4 separate regions of the Mus musculus genome follow, and all the other regions are linked to region 1. The links are chromatin contacts, called in public HiChIP or PLAC-seq and promoter capture Hi-C maps. All regions are on one chromosome and are shown on one strand. The core of a region is the stretch at or near the end of the contact, and the rest is flanking DNA. Distances in the headings are between cores, read along the strand shown. Region 1 holds the start of Klf6 (Kruppel-like factor 6). Region 2 holds the start of Tasor2 (transcription activation suppressor family member 2). Region 3 holds the start of Gdi2 (guanosine diphosphate (GDP) dissociation inhibitor 2). Region 4 holds the start of Asb13 (ankyrin repeat and SOCS box-containing 13).

What was found. Promoter capture Hi-C pulls out the DNA fragments that hold promoters and counts their contacts. HiChIP or PLAC-seq counts read pairs in DNA pulled down with a chosen protein or histone mark.
Region 2: a promoter capture Hi-C map of pre-B cells shows a contact between it and region 1, with 6 times the contacts expected there. The contact joins the promoter of Tasor2 here to the promoter of Klf6 in region 1. A contact is called at or near these places in 3 of 39 promoter capture datasets (the C10 cell line, embryonic stem cells and pre-B cells).
Region 3: an H3K27ac HiChIP or PLAC-seq map of embryonic stem cells shows a contact between it and region 1, with 6 times the contacts expected there. The contact joins the promoter of Gdi2 here to the promoter of Klf6 in region 1. A contact is called at or near these places in 1 of 39 promoter capture datasets (pre-B cells), 3 of 484 Hi-C or Micro-C datasets (B cells, CD4 T cells and rod photoreceptor), 5 of 115 datasets of contacts at active chromatin or transcription factors (astrocytes, embryonic stem cells, large pre-B cells and 1 more) and 1 of 9 other capture datasets (adipose tissue).
Region 4: a promoter capture Hi-C map of pre-B cells shows a contact between it and region 1, with 6 times the contacts expected there. The contact joins the promoter of Asb13 here to the promoter of Klf6 in region 1. A contact is called at or near these places in 2 of 39 promoter capture datasets (liver and pre-B cells), 1 of 484 Hi-C or Micro-C datasets (CD8 T cells) and 2 of 115 datasets of contacts at active chromatin or transcription factors (large pre-B cells and thymic regulatory T cells).

The regions. Positions count from the first base shown.
Region 1 is chr13:5,860,009-5,863,203 of GRCm38.p6, forward strand. Klf6 (Kruppel-like factor 6) reads left to right here and starts at 1,481. Exons shown (of 4, transcript NM_011803.2): 1 at 1,481-1,834. The coding sequence starts at 1,631.
Region 2 is chr13:3,609,824-3,613,147 of GRCm38.p6, forward strand. It overlaps Tasor2 (transcription activation suppressor family member 2), which reads right to left and starts at 1,285. Exons shown (of 20, transcript NM_134063.3): 1 at 967-1,285. It also overlaps the pseudogene Gm20277.
Region 3 is chr13:3,536,330-3,539,486 of GRCm38.p6, forward strand. Gdi2 (guanosine diphosphate (GDP) dissociation inhibitor 2) reads left to right here and starts at 1,746. Exons shown (of 11, transcript NM_008112.4): 1 at 1,746-2,014. The coding sequence starts at 1,970.
Region 4 is chr13:3,632,427-3,636,020 of GRCm38.p6, forward strand. Asb13 (ankyrin repeat and SOCS box-containing 13) reads left to right here and starts at 1,606. Exons shown (of 6, transcript NM_178283.4): 1 at 1,606-1,749. The coding sequence starts at 1,707.

The sequences.
Region 1 (3,195 bases), core at 231-2,730:
AGGCCTGCCTCTTTGTTACTAGGGTAGATGGGATGAAGGCCCATGGTCACCTCCATCTCTTCCATACAATAGGCACGTGAGATAACTTTTCCCATCTTCGCCCCCATACATAGGCCTACAAACCTGACAAGCCTATGGTTCTGGCACATGCTTCTCTTCTAGACTTCGTAAATTAAACAGAAAAACTCCCCTCAGCTTATTTTACGTACTTGACAACTTTTAAAAGGATACTATTCATTAAAAATTATATTCGAAGTTGTTATAATTGGATTTTTATTCAAAAATTTTAGTCGCTCGTTTTTTTTTTTTTTTTTTTTAGATATCATGGTGTGCTTTGGTAGATAATTTGTATGAAAAAAATTGTCATCTTCAACCTAATTTGAATTGTTTACACATCCATGGGAAAGCCTGTTAACCTTGGTGAGACATCTCCGAGACTGCCTTCTACGAGATAAACAGATTTAAACCCCATTAGCAGCAAAATCTGCATCTTCTTTGAATTAAAACTGTGCAACAAGAAAAAGGGGAGTTTTAAGCTGTGAATGTCCAGGTCTCCAAGTACAGTGTGGCCATGGCGCCAGGTCACGGATGCGATCTTAAAAGCTGCATTTTCAACTTTTGAGTGGGTAAAATTCATTCCTGAGAACTGAGTGTTTTTGACACACTGGTCAGGTAGGGGGCTTTTGAGATGCTCTACCGTTTCCCCCTCTCTGCCTGCGTAAGAAGTGGGGGTATTTTGGTCTCAGGCTCCTGTCATCCTCCGTCCTAGACAGAAACTACCACACAGTGACTCTGGAGTACCAAGTCCCCCTGCTGTTCGGTCTTATTGTCCCATCGCCACAGGGAAACCTGCGGGCACGTTTGCGCCCACCCCGGGGCACCTCTGCATCTCTGAGTATGGAGGGGACTCCGAACAAAGAGAGAAATCAAGGGACCAAGGAGAATGGAGGGTCAGGGAAGGATCCGGGAACACGGGAACCCAGCGGGAGGAAATGAGGGGGATCGGGAATATGTCTGCTATCTTTGGTCTTTTTGGGGGGTGCCGGTCCGTGTGACCGGATCAGAAGGTGCAACCGGGCAGCCGGGCGGCGGGGACAGGTGCCCGGTTGCCCGGCTAGGCTCCCCCAGCTCCGGCCGCTCCGGCCGCACTTCTGCAACGTTGGGCTGTACACCTCCCAGCGCCGACTCCTTCGGTGCGCCGTAGCCCTCGCCTTATATACCCTGCTAAAAATAGCCTGTGAGACGTCTTTCCAATCAGCGCAGGCCGAGTTCGAATTGCACCAATAAGGAGGCCTTTAATGAAGAGGCTCGGTCACGCCAGGCGGGGCCGCTGTGTGTCCGCACCGGCGATTGGTGCGAGCTGACATCATCGTCGCGCAGCCCCGGGTACAGGAGCGGCAGGATTGGGTACCGTGGGGGGCGGAGCTCCAAGCTGGTCACGTGGGGGGAGAAGGGGGGAGCCAAGCGGGGGAGGAGGGGGGAGGCTGGCAGCGGAGCTTTGAATAGGGAAGTTTTGCAGGGGTTACGCTTGCAGTCAGTCCGCTGTTTGCAAATATTGCGTGGGCTCGGCGCGCTGCGGGCTGCGGGAGGGTCCGGACCCGGCGTCCGATTGCAGCGCCATCCAGTTTGCATGAAACTTTCACCTGCGCTCCCGGGAACAGTTTCTGCTCGGACTCCTGATCGTTCACCTCCCTGTTTTCCCGACAGCGAGGACTGTCTTTTCCAACCCGACATGGATGTGCTCCCAATGTGTAGCATCTTCCAGGAACTACAGATTGTGCACGAAACGGGCTACTTCTCGGCTCTGCCGTCCCTGGAGGAATATTGGCAACAGGTAAATACGGATTTTTTTTTTTTTTTCACCTGCCCGGTACGCCGAGGAGGGAGTCGCGCGGAGGAGCAGGCAAGATGGTGTGTGCTTGGAAGTGCATCTTTTTAATGATGATTAGCATTTGCCTAATTAAAAATATAAAGTAATGATCTTAAGATGTCCTTCTGCTGCCTGGAATGATGAAGGCACTGTAGAGCGAGCCTTCGGGAGCGAGGAGTAGAGTTGTCATTTGTGTGAAGGCGAGCTCTCCTTCCCACTACGTTTTTATTTCTTCATTTTTTTTTCGTGTTTTGCTAATTCCGAGCTTACGAGCAGCATACACCTGGGGGGGGGGACCCCAAATTATTCTGACCGATCCAGACCTGAGCCCTTGGCACAAGTTTGGGGTTTGTACCAGCTCCAAACTCCACAGCTGGACCCTGTCATACGAACGAGCTTGCCTTGACTACCAAAAGATTTGATTTAAGGATTTTGGTTTTGTTTTGATATTTGTATGTCCCAAATTTAAAAGTCTTAACATTTTGCTTGCGGAACGCAGTAGTTCTTTTTGAATTCAAGGCCATTTGCAGTTTCTTTTCCGTCTGGATAATTTCTTATCATTCACGTATGCCTGCCTTGTTTTTCTTACCTGCTTTTCTTGTTGACTGCGCGGCGGGTGTGTGTGTGTGGGGGTGCTGTTTGCACACAAGTGACTTGTCAGTCATATGACAATGAGTCCATTCCTAGTTGCTTCGGGTCTTACTTTGGGCAAGAAAAATCTCTAATTCCGGCATTTTAGTGGAACTAGAATTTGGGGCAACCGGAATAAAAGAAACACCCCCTACCCCTTCTAAGTCATAGGATTCTGTGAGTGGCAAAAATATTCTCAAACACTTTCACCATTGTCTTTAAAAACGATGATTCTGTGGCCGTCTCTCTACCCTTCTGGGTATTTTTTTTCCTCCAAGTGAATTAGCAGATCAAATAAATTCCGTCGGTTTCACAACCTCCCAGGCTTTAAAACCCAGGAAAAGCGAAGTGTTGGCTGAAACCTCCCCATGCCGGCTTAATTGTTCACAATCCTCTCTGCCTTTCTCTCCCCCTCTCCATTTTTCCTCCTCAAAGAAGCTGCTCCCTGGGACGTGATTGAAATTGATCTTAGTAGTTTCCTTTAGGCATTTGGGATTTGGGCAACTAGCCAGACTTGGCTCCTGGTCCCCTTCAGAGCCTTTTAAACTCCCAGAGAGCTTCGATCAGGTCCCCACTGCTCATCAGCATACTGGCGATTTTAAATTAGCCAGTTGATTAAAGTTTAACAAGATCTTCATAAATGTCTTCGCCATTTCTTTGGAACATCAATAATAGGTATCGCCGCTTCGATTCCT
Region 2 (3,324 bases), core at 35-2,534, 2.3 Mb before region 1:
TGGTAACACTGGAGCTACCCTTTACCAAACAATTTCCCAATACGGGAGGTATTCGCTTACACTATCAGGTATATGTGCTTTGTCCTAAACCTCTTCGGTAGGATTTCCAACAATCTCAGATTCTATACTATGACATATTCACCCCGCCTTCCTTTTGCTCTTCTAAGGGGAAACACTGTTGAGTCCTCAGGTTGTTTATTATAGAGATTTAGGAAAGACTTTCATTCGCTTCCCAGTTCTAAGTTTCCCTTCAGAAAGAATACAGGGGGGAGGAGCTTAACAAGAGGCGCGTCAAACTGGTAAACGGAGATTAAGGGAGACTCGAGATCTTCCGAAATAGCTCCAGTTTTGAAAGTTAAGCCACGGTTTCCTACCAAGTGCCGGTTGGTGCTCCCCTCTAACCAACCTCGGGGCCAGCGTACTGGCAGATCCCTTCACCGCTGCTGCAGCCGTCGGCTGCTGTCTTCCATATGGGCAGGCCCACTTATACGTAATAAAGAAGTTAAACCATGCCGTGCGTTGCCATAGATTCTACAGAACCCCGAACTCCGACCTGAGGGTTTCCCCAAAACCCCTCAGGGGGATGAGCTAGGCCAACCCCAGGCAAGGGAAAACTTCAGTGCAGAAGGATCCCATCCATCCCTTGGGGGGATGGAGCTGCTCTGTGACCGGTGTCACAAAACAAACCGCGCCGGGCTTTCCGCCTCGGAACGCAGACACCCATCCGGACGACCGCCACGGGCTCGGTGGAAACCCCGTCTAACCTTAGCTTCTGCAAGGCGGAGCTGAGCGGAGGAGCGGGGGTTGGGAGGGTCCCGCATCCCGGGCGACCGAGGCGTCTGCCCAGTGGCCCCCCGCGCCGCCCTGCCCGCCCACCAGTACGCGCCCCGCGAGCCAGCCACGCTCTTGCTTCCCCACGGGGGTCCTCGCCCCGGACGCCCCAACACCTGAGGGAAGGAGCGTTACCTGTCGCCGGCGCGGCCGCCTTCCCTGAAGAGACGAGCTCACCACTCGGTGTCCTCCTCATGCTTTTCCAGCCCGTCCCTTTCTCCTCCTGACCCCTCGCTCCGCCGCGTCTCCCGACCTCGCCTCACGAGCCCGGGTGTCCCGGGCGCGCGCTAGCCCCGGTCCCCTCACTCAGCCTCACAAGCGAGAAGCCGCTTCCGAAACAAGCCAGGCGCGGGGAAGGCGTCCGCTCTCCAGCCCCCGGGGAACCAGCGACCGGAAGTGAAACCTCGTGCGCACGGAGAAAGAGAGCAGGCTCCGAAGACAGAAAGTGAAAACTAAAGCGCCGTGCTCGCCTCGCCAAGGCCAATCACAAGGAGCACAGCGACGCGCAGGCGCGACCGCCGCCAGCATCCACGTTGCTCCTGCTTTTCCAGTAGGCGCAGGCGCAGGGGGGGGAGGGCAAAGCTAGCTCCGGATTGGACGACCCAGCCTTCCTTGGCTTCTCGCGAGATGTAGGCGGCGGGATCTAGAAGGCGTGCACAGGAAATGAGGCTCCTCAGTCGGAACCTCTTCTAGTGTATTGTGGGTTACTCATGGCCGCTTTTCTGGCTTTTTCTGTACCAGGTGCTGTAATGGGACAGGGCAAGATAGTACAGAGACGCTTCCATCTTGTCTCCTTGCTGAGGCCATTTTAGGTTTAACTAAAAATGATTTTCTTGATGAAAAATTACCCAGATGTTCTTGACTGGAAGCGAAGATGTCACAGCTAACTTACTTTCTGTCAAACTGCTTGCTGGTCTACACCTCCTCCTGCAGCTCCTGAGTGCGATCCAGGATGTAGTTTTGCCTTTAAAAGCCCCTTGGTGTAAGGAAGGTGTAAATGCTCAGGGCTACACTTCGTCCGAAAACCTGAGTATAGTCCTAGCTGGCAGGAGTAAAGACAGTTAACTAGCTATAAACTGAAGGTCATCTTCAGTGACTCTGGTGATGCTGGTTGATCTAACCCAAGTGCCACATCTCACTGCTGTTTGATTTTGCGGAATGTTAAATCCATACAAAACTTAAGTTCATTGTGGGAGTTCTCCAGACGAACTTGAAATTTATTATTTATATGAGTGTTGAGGTGACTATAAGTAACAATTCAAGTCTATCCTTTCTATAGATAAGAACCGCTGAGAGAAATTAAGCAGTACCAAGGACCTTGTGCCACGGTTGAAATTTTGTTACGATGAGATTTAGTCATTCAGTGGGCGAGTATACTTGTGGCTAGTTCCATATTAAAAACTGGGATTGGAGAGATGGCTCAGCAGTTAAAAGCACCGACTGTTCTTCTGAAGGTCCTGAGTTCAAACCCAGCAACCACATGGTGGCTCACAACCATCTGTAATGAGATCTGATGTCCTCTTCTGGTGCATCTGAAGACAGCTACAGTGTACTTAAAACATATAATAATAATAATAATAATAAGGGCTAGAGAGATGGCTCAGTGGTTAAGAGCACGACTGCTCTTCCGAAGGTCATAAGTTCAAATCCCAGCAACCACATGATGACAACCATCTGTAATGAGATCTGATGCCCTCTTTTGGGGTGTCTGAAGATAGCTACAGTGTACTTACATATAATAAATAAATCTTTTAAAAAATAATAATAGGGGTGGGTATGGGGGACTTTTGGGATATCATTGAAAATGTAAACAAGGAAAATACCTAATAAGAAAATAAATTAAAAAAAATAATAATTAACTAAAAATTATGGTCACCAGCAAGGTAAAGACAGACGCTACTCATATCTGAGTTCATTGTAAAGGTGAATTAAATTATAAGCTACCACAGTTATTTCAGGTAATAACATGGTGCGAAAATGAATGAAATGCTAGTAAATGAAGTTGGAGGTGGAAGACAAAAGGAAAAACACAAAACAGAAGGAAAACACCAAAGATTTAACAAAAAAATGGGATGTTTAAAAAGTCAAAATCCAAAGATGAAAGTGAACCTTGGAGGTGGAGCTTTATGAGCAGAATGGAAAACAAGTGGAAAGCACCCCATCTGTGAAAATGTGTTCAAGATTTCAGTAAGAACTGGCACAGGACTGTGGTTTCCTCGGCCGAGGAGGTGGTCGCAGTGGGCTCCCTACCTGTCTCTGCTACCGCGTGGCAGAAGCACTTTCCCTCAGGGCACCAATGAAAGCCTGAAGAAAAAATAATTGCTTCCTTTAAAGCCATGGCATATCAGTTGTACAGAAATACAACTTTGAGGAACAGTCTTCAAGAGAGCCTTGATGAGCTCATACAGTCTCAACATATCACCCCCCAGCTTGCCCTTCAAGTTCTACTTCAGTTTGATAAAGCTATAAATTCAGCATTGGCTCAGAGAGTCA
Region 3 (3,157 bases), core at 496-2,995, 2.3 Mb before region 1:
GCCTGCTTCTGCCTCCCAAGTGTTGGGATTAAAGGCGTGCGCCACCACACCCAGCTTCTTAATGCAACTTTTATTCTCCTGTGTAACTGTCATCTGGGAGACTTACTGCTCCTTTCTGCCAATGTAGGCCTAGTCGCAGAAGCTTCCAGCCTCCATACAATCTAATGTAGCCCTAGAATGTTTTCAGCCTCTGAGACTTACTGCTGAATAAACTCACCCTTTCTAGTTCTTTCTGAACTCTGGCTGGATGGTTCAACTCAGCTGTTCTGGTTCAAACTCCTCTCCAAGCTGACTGATTCAATCTGGCTCCTCTCTGCTTCTTCCGAATTGCTCTGCTTGACCTTTAACTATAGCAATCTGTTTTGGTTTTTCGCCTCTTCTTTGACTCATTCTGTCTTTACTTGTGTCTAATTTGTCCTCTCTGCAACCTGTCCCTTTATAACTGTCACAGTAAAACTGCTTCCTCCTCCTCTTCTGTACTGCCTCTTAAATAGCTTCCCTTCCCTCTCTCTTTTGAGAGCTGGGTATAACCTGGCAAACCTTTCTCTGATTCAGTCAAGCCACTCAATTAGACATCACTGTTAAACATGGGTGCTTCCTTCTAATAAACTAGTTTTACCTTTGGAATCAAAGGTGTGCACTTAGGGTGTGCCTGTATTCCAGCAAGATTAAAGGTGTGTGCTAAGGGCCGAGGCACAGCACAGCTAGTTCAAAGCCAGTGGAGCTTGATGTCCAAGGGGCCTGCAAATGTTGCTTTAATGGTCCTGAGGGTTACTGGAAGGTCTACTTTGCACCCTGACAATTCTGTTGTCCAAACAAAACAAAACAACTCTGAAATTAATTAGATTCAACAAAGTTTTAACAAGGATCAGGATCCAGAACCAGGCAGCACACCAAAGATGGTTCAGAAGCCCCACCTCTAGTGTGGTAATTGCATGTAGAGGCTGAAACACAGCAAACATACAAAATATAGTGCAATTCAGCATTTGCCTTTATAAGCACATTTTGGCAGCCTTCAGCCTGAGAGACTAGTTGAAGCCCAGTTGCTTGGGTACCAGGGTTATCAACTCTTAAATTTATAACCTGCTTTGCATCACAAGCTAGAATGCGGAGCATTATATAGGAAAGCCATTCTGGACCACATTTTACCTAAAGCATGGATACCAGTTTAGAACACATTTATTTGTTCGAACAGAACCATACAAGTTTAAAGCAGGGCACACAGAATCCTGAGGTCTTCCCAGCCCCGCGCGGGCAGGGGCAGGGGCAGGGCCAGGAGCCAAGCTGCAGAGGCAACGAGGCTGCCAACCTTCGGAGAGGCTGGCGTCCTCACGACTTGGCCCCGCTCGGCCAGGGCGATGCACGTACACCTCTCAAAGTCCCAAGGGCGGAGCTTGGGCTCCGTGGCCCGAAGCCTAAACAACCGTGCTCCATCTCACACCTTGGCGCGAGAGTCAGGCACGTGGTAGCCCAGCTGCAGTTTCCGCCTTGTTCCTCCTATTCAACTAGACCCTCAGCTTCGCATGTCGCCGCCCATACCACAGGAGCACAAGACGGGTGAAATTTAAAAAAAAAAAAAAAAAAAAAGCGCAAAACCGGAAGCCAAGATGGCAGCAGTCCGCCCTTCTCTCGCGAGAGGGGAACGAGGGGGGGAGAGGTGGGGTTAAGGAAATTCACCAATGAGAGAGCAGGATCCCCTTGACTGACGGCGCCGTCGGCCTCTCGCACGCCCCGCCCCGGCGCCGGAGCTCGCTCTCCTCACCCCGCGCTCTCCCCGCCTCCCCTCCCTCCCCTCCCTGCTCTTCTCTTCCCGTTGAGGTGGCGGCCGGCCTCTCCTCCTCCTCAGCTCCGTTTTTCCTCTCCTCGCTTTTTCCCTTTCCCCCCGACCCCCGGGGCCCAGAGCGGCCGGACTTCTCGCTCCCTTCTCTACGGCGGCCTCCGAGCCCCCGCGTGCGCTCCTTTCCCCGCCATGAATGAGGAATACGACGTGATCGTGCTGGGCACCGGCCTGACGGTGAGCTGCGGCGGGCTGCGGGGAGACGCGGCCGGCCGGCCTCCGCCGGGCCCGGGGGCGAGGGCGGGTCCCATCGGTGTGCACGAGCCTCGCCCGCGCCCGAACTGCCGGTGTCTGCGCCCCCTTGGGGGCCGTCCCCACTCGCCCGCGTTGAGTCTGGGATAGGGAGGTCGTGGCTTGTTGGGATGCAGTGATTTGAAGGCGTCGGTAGTGTGTTAGGGAAAACCAGGATGTGGAAGCCGGGACGTGTCCGTGGGAAGCCTGCCCATTGGGAAGTTGAGGGCAGAACCGCCCAGCAGCCGGAGAGAGACAGCCTCGTCCTCCTGCAGGAAGGAAGAGGACCGGGAAAACAGCTTGTGCTCCTTGCACTTCCCCTTTGGGTGAATGACCTCTCCCGCTTGGAAGCAGGCAAGCCCTGGACCGAGCGGGAGGGAGTCGCTGCTGGCGCCTGCACTTCCTATGTAAGTGGCGAGTAGCAGCAGCAGCAGCAGCAGCAGCAGCTTACTCAGCTAGTCTCAGGGCGCAGAAAGCCAAACAGAAGGATGATCGCTGATCGATAATTTGTCCTAGAGTTTGGCCAACTTAAGTTTCTAGAGAAAATCATGAAACGAGTTTCTTTAGGAAAAAAACAAACACCCTTTTTCTAATTGCTTCACTGCCCTCTCATCCACTCGCTTGAAATGGGAAATGAATTTTCTCAAAACTTGTCTGTTAAATACTTTTCACGTCCGGCCCGTGCTTCCCTTTTGTTTGGTTTATTGCGTGCCGCCACAGTTTCTTGAGAAGGGGGAGGCTAAGTTCTCTGTACTTGTTACACTTCTGGGAGGTTAGAAAATAAATGCGCAGTGTGAATGTACTGGTATGTAAATGTAAGGCGGTCCCTAATGCTCCAGTACGTTTTCGTCAGTATCTATCTGCTTAAATATGGGAAAAATATAGACAGGTTTTTATACTTTGTGCTTTCCCCCCGGCCCCCCACTGTGACAAAAGGGCTGATCTTTTGCAAAAAGGAGTTGGGAAGAGAACCGACCATTTTGAATATCAATTGCGGTGTGTGTGTGTGGGGGGGGTATTGAATGTGAAATTATGGGTAAATTACTTCATCTGGAACATTGATGTATGGATCCCATATGTCTATCCATC
Region 4 (3,594 bases), core at 356-2,855, 2.2 Mb before region 1:
AATGGAAAAAAAATGATTGCTTAGGAAACCTATAACAAACATTTATATAACACATGTACAATATACATGTATATATTCATATGTGTTCGATATAGCCTATATTCACATTTGCAGAATCCGTGTCAGGAAAGAAATGCTGAAGAAAATACAAACATGCAGACCTACCACACAGACAAGAAGGAATACCGAATCACAGAATCTCACTGCAAATGTGTGAAAATGAAGCCTATTTTTATCTGCCTAAAAACGTAGAAAACTTGCAAAGAAGCATGTGCAAGACCTGAGAGATGGCTCGGTCGTGGGCTTGCTGAGCCATCTGACAGGACCAGAGCTTGGATTCTCAGAGCTCAAGAAAAACTGGGCAATGTAAGCTGTCATTCATAATTCCAGCAGTCTTGCACCGTGATGGGAGGAGGAAGTGGACGGCTCTCTGAGAGCCCACAGGCCTGCCAGGTGCAGCGGTGAATAGGAGACCCCGTCTCAAACAAATCAGAAGGTCCTCAAGGACTAACACGGACTGTATCCTCTGACCTGCAAACACACATGTAGTCACATACACTCACATATACATCAAACAAAGCAAAACCAAAACAAATGCCCCTGCAAAACAAAACAAACAAAAACAAAACCACAAGAGCCAAAATTTGATAAACAAATGGCCAAATAGATACAGATCCTTTTACTAAAAGATTTGGAATTTTATTCCAAGGTTTATTCCAGAAGTTCGGGTTCCCAACAGATACCATTCAAGGTCTCCTAAACCTGTGGTCCAAGGTGCAGATGAAGTTTCCGGCCATCCAAGCATCCTTACCTCAAAGGATGACTTCTAGTGCTATTTCCAGTGATTCTGATGTTATCATGTTCAAGTCACGTTGTATTTCCTCCGTGAGCCTCTGTACTGGTCAAGATGAGAGTGTCTCCCAAGTATCTCACGTTTTTGGTTGACCTGGAACCCCCTGGGAAGACTGGTTTCTCCTTTCTGCTAGGTTGCTCATAGAGCTCCAACTCCTTCTGCTAAACTGGTTAGTGAAACACCTGATTAAAACCATTCACCAAGAAACGTGGTTTTCTTCAATGAATACCAGCTATTTGAAAGTTAAGATTTATTTTGAAAGAAAGAAAGAGAGGGAGGGAGAGAGGAAGGGAGGGAGAGAGAGAGAGAGAGAGAGAGAGAGAGAGAGAGAGAGGAAAGAAAGAAAGAAGTTAGGCATTTTGATCACCATCTTCAGTGAAAACGTTTTCTTCAAAGTTTCAGGCATGAAGAGACTGAATACTTTGCTCAGCGGGATCAGTGTAAACCACAGAAGGCCAGTTTTGGCAGCTAAACACTTTTTGCACATGGGCACGCGTTTGAGGAGCTAAACATTTTGCATACGAACGTATCTTTTAGCTAGGACACCGGGATTTAAGCTTTTCTGCCAAACACAGGAGTTGTTAATGGACGTATATTCACTGGTGTCAACACGGACACATATTTTGCACTCTTCTGATTTGCATGTCACCCTTCAGCAGTGACAGCGGAGTGGGGACGCTCAGGTGGCACGCGGCGGATACAGAAACTACAACTCCCAGCGGTGGCCATGGTAGCAATCAGGCCCCGCCCAGCGGCCTGCGCTCCGGGGTAGGTCTCGGTTTAGGTCCCGGCTCAGGTCCCAGAGCTCTGAGTCACAAGGCCGGTAGACAGGGGAGCCCAGCGGGCGAGCAGCATGGAGCCGCGCGCCGGGGACGGCTGCTTCCTGGGAGATGTGGGTACGTGTTTCGCGCCGCAACCGCCAAGGACACCACACCGGGGCTGGAGTCAGGACCAGGAGATCAGCACTTGGGGACAGAGCAAGCTCATGGGTGGCCTTTGTCCCAGAGATGGGCATCGCGCGCCGTTCCAAGTTGGTGGTCAGAGGCGTTGGGGTGGGGTGTAGTGATTCGAGTAGGGCCCGGACGATCCTGGTCATCTCAGACCGACGTTTAATGTCTGTCGCCCTGTTTCTAGCCGGTGCACTGTGCAGCTGGTCTTCTCTGTGATGCACCAGGTATGGGATTCAGAACCGCCAGTCTACCAGAGCACCGCACACTTTGGGGAGCATGCGGGGTCGTTGCCCAATTCACCCGCAGAGTCTGGAAAGTGTACACTGGTTGGCAGCCTCATCCGGAGCCTACTGCGGTCACTGCACCACGTTTGGTGCAGTGAATTGCTTGCGGGGCTTAAAGCATCCTACACATACCCTGTAGGTTGCAGCAGCTGCAACCAGGGAGTCTGCTCCAGAATGAGGTCATGGCCCAACACTGGGACATACCTGGTGCTGAAGAAGTGTCCTCTGTACCTTTGGGCTGTTTTAATCCATAAAATGAATTTGAAGGCAAAGGAGCATTCTTTGGAGAAGTACATTTTTTTTCTTGTTTACAAAATAATAATATGGTAAATAGAAAGGACAATGACATTGTGCTTCAATAGCTTGAAAATAAATAGAAGAAAGAAAGCCAAAATGTTCCTTTATGTGAGTTAAAAAAAAAGTAATGTAAGCCGGGCATGATGGCGCACGCCTTTAATCCCAGCACATGGGAGGCAGAGGCAGGAGGATTTCTGAGTTCGAGGACAGCCTGGTCTACAAAGTGTGTTCCAGGACAGCCAGGGCTACCCAGAGAAACTCTGTCTCAAAAACCAAAAAAAAAAAGTAATGTAAAGAAAATCGAGTTAATTTAGCTGCAATTTATTATGATTGTAATTACAATCATAACAAGGTAGATAGATCTTTTAATTGATTTCTTCAAAACAAACTCCTTCAGAACAATCAAAGCCTCTTTAATAAGCACCTGTTTTTCTTGGCACCCTTGGCTGGCACAAGACTTTGACCCTGATAGCGTGGTCACTATTTGATTCGTGTGACTAGGCAGTGGATGGCTAACCACAGAAGCCTACTAAGCATACATTTTTTTGTTCAGATAGGGGTTAGTCTGGCATCAGAGCCTGGCATGAGGGCTCTTACCTGTAATCCTAACCCTCAGAAAGTAGAGACAGTGGGGCTGTGAGTTCTAGGCCAACCTAGGCTATATGTCACAATATTTTCTCTAAATATTTTTTAAAAACACCACTCCCAAGTATATTTTCTGCATAGCTTGTGGAGAAATCTTTTTTTTTTTTTTCCTAGACGGGGTTTCTCTGTGTAGCCCTGGCTGTCCTGGAACTCACTCTGTAGACCAGGCTGGCCTCGAACTCATAAATTCGCCTGCCTCTGCCTCCCGAGTGCTGGGATTAAAGGCATGCGCCATCACTGCCCAATGAAAATCATATTCTTGATTAGCGGGTGTTAGGGTTCTTGGCTATTTTTGACACTGTAATTTAAAAAATTTAATATGTGTCCCCAAAAATGTGCCCTGCTGGTATTTGTATTTCTGGCTTAAACTGAAGGTGCTGGATCCAAAACAGTACCACTGTTCCAGTAAAAGTGGAACCCACCACAGGGAACTTTAACTGTAATATTCTGACTTCTAATATTATATTCCTGCTGAATGGTAACCAGAATATTTATGTATAGCACTTTTAGATTACTTTCATTTGCTTATGTAATTTTCTCTCGATTTCATGAGGTCTTTTTTTTT